Linked DNA regions of Lactuca sativa: region 2 is linked to region 1. A link is a contact called in public Hi-C data. All regions are on one chromosome and are shown on one strand. Each heading gives the region's core, a stretch centred on a gene start, on an enhancer-like site or on the middle of the called end of the contact. The rest is flanking DNA. Distances are from core to core; before and after follow the strand shown.

Region 1 (2,846 bases), core at 178-2,677:
CCTTTGATCCATTTCAATATACTCCAATCTTTCCTGAAAGAAAACAAGTCAAAACAAGATTTGATAATCTTTAGAACAAGATGACGTTTTTAGTTTTATATACCCTGACTCGAGCATTATCAACAAGAGTGATGAGTGGGATAATCTTTAAGTATCGATCAATTTCGTTTTGTGCTTTTCTGAATTGATAAACAATGTTCCATCCCATTGCAAGTAAGTAGAGATAGCTTCGATCTTGACAACTGTTGACTAAAATGTAGGATCTTCTCAATGCATCTTCAAGTTGTTCTAAAGGTTCACGTGTTTCTGGATACCTTTTCAGCTCACTGATTTTGAGTTGTTGAAGAAGATTTCCAATCAACTTCAAATGCGTTGCAAATTGTTTGCAGTTCTTCTTGTGTAAACGAGCTGTGTTAGCAGCTTGGACAATCATCCCTATTAGCTTCACTGCATCTAAACCTGTTAGTTGGGCTACATTTGCGATTTCTCCAAAATGTTCCCATGCTGCAGCCATTCTTCACACTAATTCCCAAAACCCTAAATTTCTTCGCTTGTTATGTTTCTCAGAGAGGTTCAATTATTTCTTTTGTAGAATCTTCAAAGGATCTTCGAGAAATGGAATTGAATTCAAGGATCCTCAATAGTAGAATCTGGTAGAGATTGAAATTAATCAATATTTAAATGCGAAATGATAGAGAAAAGGAAATTAGAGACACGAGATCTTAGAGATTCTCTGTTAGCTTTCGCTTTCTTTATCTGATAAAACGAAGGATTGATTAAAAGAGGAACAAATGGTAAAAATACGAGCAACATATATCGGAAATTTACAGTCTTCAACTAGAACGAAATTGAGAATAAATAAGTAGATCAAATAAAAAAAAACATAATAAATTATAATAATAAAAAAACAGCGCATAATTAGTAAACAGAAAAATTTTCAGATTCACTTGAAGTTGACCTTAATTGCAACAGATGCAATTTGAAAGAACAGTAGGCATGCATATTAGTCTGTATTCACTGACAAAAACACACGCAAGAGTGTGAAACTAAAGAAAATAGAAAAACTGAAATGTTCGATAGATATGGATTTTTACCTTTGGTGTTCAGTCTTTTAGGGTTCATTGAGAAATTTGCTAGCTTTTTTTGCTGGATAAAATAAGTGCAGTTGTTCGGTGAGCATTGATGCAGAAACAATGACTAAGCATTTATTTGCTGGATTGGTTGGTCAGAATACAGACGAATTACGTCGTCGTCTTCTTCTTCCTGATGATAGATTTCAGAGCATTTCTGGAAGAAGTTGAACCTTTTCTTTTTTTCTCTCTCTAAAGCAGTTGGAGTTTGGTTCGGTGTCGTTTGTCTCTGCTCTAGCAATGTGTGTGTGTGTCAGAGAGAGAGAGAGAAAAAGAAAGAAAAGCAAAGTTGTATGATATGGGATTAGATAGTTTTGTCTATTTGACAAAATTGTATTTCATTCCCCTAACGATTTGTTATCTTGCATATGAAAGACCTATCTAATGCAAATGGTTACAATCAACCCTTTATATATCTAAAATTAGGTTTTAGTATTCTTTTTCAATTGTTTTTAAAATATTTGACAAATAGTAAAATAACTTAAGTAAATTATTGATCAAATCAAACAACTCATGTTTTAACCAAATATATAAACTAAAATGAAAATATGTCTAATGCTTTGAATTTAGTTATTGTGTAATATGATATAATGATTTGAGTAAGGTTTTTTTCAAGAAATCTAAATAGTGGCAATATCAGATTGATCCAACAATGTTGTGGGGAAATGTCTTCACATTGGTGAAGATTGATGCAAGATAACAAGGTTTCAACACAACTAACACGAATCATTTTTGGTGCAATTTTATTAGAAATGTAAATGAGGAAGGAGTAGATGCATGTATAGGGAGCATACTCTTCTACCAATAAAGAGTTCAATTATATAGGTTTTATGATTTATAAGGAAGGAGATATAGATCGAGGCAAAAGTCACCCATCGAATAAAGAGGGATCAGTTAAAGTGGAGAAAAATATATAAATTTTTTCAAAGTAAGAATGTTTTATTTTTCAAATGTGATTATTTTAAATCTAATGAATCTAAATAATATAAAAATCAAACTACTAGTCATATAAATTTGATTATTGGGATGTAATTCACAATAATTACAATAGGTGCACATATAGACACTCATTTTTGCTGTAGATAGAGTTCATAAAAGATAATAGCTCATTATATAACTTTCTTCTAAGATTAACTATGAATGAGAAGAAACAAAGTTTGCTAAAACTAAATGCCTTTTTTGCGCTTTTATATATATATATATATATATATATATATATATATATATATATATATATATATATATATATATATATATATATATATATATATATATATATATCATTTTTGAATACATCCACTTTTAATTACACATACATTTGTGCAATCATACTTCTTATGGTCTATTAGCTCAGGGTATTAGCTCGAGAGGATTGGGTTGTGTGTCGACTGGATCTACCAGCCGAACTTAGTCATATTCACAGCACCTTTCATGTCTCCTAGTGTGACAACCCAAAGTTTATTCTGTTACATTACCCCGTTACCGTTAACGGAATATTCCATTTTATAAAAGTTCCGTTAATTAGAGGTCGCCAAATAAATAAACGTTTTATTTATTTATATTTTTTGTCGTTAACGACAGTGGTGATCTTGTCATAGAAGTACACTATATTCTAAGTACTGAAAAGCACTACCCTTCTGAGAGCTTAGGACCATCTGAGAATCCTCGCGGAGATTTGGTCCAACCCTCGTCAGACCACTACTCCTTCCGGATATT
Region 2 (2,846 bases), core at 235-2,734, 300 kb before region 1:
AGAGGACATCCGAGGAAGAAGTGAGAAGATAATGTGAAGTTAGACTTGAAAGAGTTAACTTTTACGGAAGACATGTTTTTTGATAGGAAGACATGTTCTCTCATTGGAAGACATGGAGGCTAGTATCAGACTAACGCAGTGTGATAGAAATAAAATAGGTACTAGATTTTCCTTCCCATTGTTTATGCTATAGGTATTAAGCCCCTATCATCTTACATTTATTTGCATGATAGTTCTTGTTTGTATTTACTAGGATCAACCCTTGCCTTTGCATTGCTCCTACAAAAAAAATTTGTTTACGTTTCCCCCCACTTGGCTATTAGTTTAATTTGTTTATATTTATTTTTGCTTCATTATAGATTGACGTTTTAAATGTAGGAATATTATCTTATTTTATTGTATTTCATTTTCTTTTTCTTATTGTTCTTTTTCTTTTCTTTTGGAGATCTTCCGTGGAAATATATCATGCATATTCTTATGGGATTGTGCCTATTTCTATGAAATCGGTGGTATTGTTATTAGTATTGTTATTGTTTGTAATTAAGTAACGTAGAAAAAAAAAGTCATGGGTTTCTAAAACTCTTTGAGATGTTGCCAGTTCCTAAAGGAGATTAATTTTGAAGTATTTGTAAGAATTTTGTATCTTATTTTGTATGAATTTTAAATTTTTTGATATTTATTATTATTTTTTTTAAACAGAAGTGCAAAATTACAATTTTTATCATTTAACACTTTCATTCGACAATCTTATCATATAACATGTTTTCGTTTGGAACCTATAAATTATTATATGATACTTTTATTATTCAGTGCAAAATCATTAAGACGTTTGCCAAACAATCATAACTTATTGAACGACTAAATTAGTATATTGATGGCATAAACGCTATAACAAAATTGGAAAAAGCTTACAAAAGCTGGTGATAATTATCAATCAACAAACAAGTAAACCTAAAAAAAATGCCGTATAAAACAAATTTAAAGTTTTAAAAGGGATATTCTTCTCCAACTAAATTACAAGTCAAATGTCTCCCGTGAATTATTACATGGTCATAACTCACTCTTTTTTCTTTATGATCCATGTCGCCTTCAAGCAGTTGAAATATTGTCTGTGTTTCTTCGCACATGGATTTCTTCCTTTATTTTTAAGAAATAATAAATTGCAAGTTGGCTCTAATGTAATACAATTCCAATCCAGGATAAAATTTTCAAGGCTATCCATGAGCGCTGCAATCAATGCTTTTTACACGACATATAAAACAAACCAAGATCCTCCTTTTTTTGTTCTTTCACTCTTGGATTCATGGAAAATATCTCTCAACTATGTTTTCGGAGTAGTGTTTTTACCAAAAAAAGAAAAAAAGAAAAACAATGATTTATTTATTTTTTAAGAAAAAACACGAGAAACAATTACACAACAATATCTGGACCAAGCATATACTTGCTACCATACCAACTACCGGATATATATTTGGATCAAGAAATTAATTACAAAGTCAACTATGAACACTCCCTACATGATTCAATACCTTATGCCATCACAATCCAATCTTTATCTATCTACTTTTTTCATAAATCACAAGTCAAATGGTTCATTAGGGTTCCATGAAGAAGATAAAGTGAGAAGAACTTTGTTTCCACCATGGCTGTTCATCATACGACTATGAACATCTTCATTATCTTCATCTCTGTAACTTTGCTCATCACTCATGCTCTGTCACTTCCTTTGTGTACAGATTCAAGTAATCAACTTCTCAGAAACCCCATTACGTGTTAGCGAACTTCCAGTTTATAATTTTGTTTATGTTTCTAATGATTCTTGTGTATATATAATAGGTGCTCCACTTAAACCGAAGACTCCTCTGGTTTTCTGTAACTACAATGGCAGTTCATGCTGCGATTCTATACAAGATAAGAATATACAGAAGCAGTTTGAATCGATGAATGTATCTCAACCTGCTTGTGCTTCTCTTCTCAAATCCATCCTCTGTTCTGTAAGTTTCTTGGTTATAACGACTTGAAGGTTTGGATTTTAAGCAAGTTTTGGGGTTTATGTATCAAGAAAAACTTGAATGTTTCCATTTTTCAGAGATGCGATCCATTTTCAGCAGAGCTTTTCACCATTAAAACCGTTCCTCGACAAGTTCCTGTGCTCTGCAACTCTACAGTTTCATCAAACTCATCACAAACCAACCAAGCTAATAACAATTTCTGTGAAAAAGTATGGGATACCTGTCAGAATGTATCCGTAAGAAATTCACCATTTTCGCCATTGTTACAAGGTCAAGCTCCAACACCAGCGAATTCAAGCAACAAGCTCACTGACATCTGGCAATCAAGATCGGATTTTTGTAACGTAGTTGGAGGACCTTCACTCGAAGATTCCGTCTGCTTCAATGGGGAAAAAGTCCAACTAAACATAACTACAAACAGCACCAAAGCTCCTCCAACTGGCATGTGTTTGGAGAAAATCGGAAACGGTTCATACCTTGACATGGCGGGTCACACCGACGGGTCGAACCGGGCTTTCTTCTCCAACCAAAAAGGCCAAATTTGGTTAGTCACAGTTCCTGAAATCGGGTCTGGACGTAGGTTGGATCTTGATGAGTCCAATCCGTTTCTTGATTTGACAGATGAGGTTTACTTCGATACACAATTCGGGTTGATGTCGATAGCTTTGCATCCAAATTTCGCTCAAAATGGAAGGTTATTTGCTTCTTTCAACTGTGACAAATCGAAAAATCCAAGTTGCTCCGGAAGGTGTGCCTGTAACTCCGATGTAAAATGCGACCCTTCAAAGCTACCTGCGGATGACGCCGCCGAGCCTTGCCGGTATCAAACCGTTG

What was found. A called contact is a pair of places that touch in the nucleus more often than the background predicts.
Region 2: a Hi-C map of leaf shows a contact between it and region 1, with 4 times the contacts expected there. The contact joins the promoter of LOC111882160 here to the promoter of LOC111882119 in region 1. A contact is called at or near these places in 3 of 4 Hi-C or Micro-C datasets (leaf and seed).

What each region holds. Positions count from the first base shown.
Region 1 is chr4:191,847,584-191,850,429 of Lsat_Salinas_v11, reverse strand. It overlaps LOC111882119 (protein MID1-COMPLEMENTING ACTIVITY 1), which reads right to left and starts at 1,427. Exons shown (of 8, transcript XM_023878485.2): 1 at 1,095-1,427; 2 at 104-650; 3 at 1-33. The coding sequence starts at 514.
Region 2 is chr4:192,146,281-192,149,126 of Lsat_Salinas_v11, reverse strand. LOC111882160 (HIPL1 protein) reads left to right here and starts at 1,484. Exons shown (of 7, transcript XM_023878517.3): 1 at 1,484-1,742; 2 at 1,837-1,994; 3 at 2,090-2,846. The coding sequence starts at 1,643.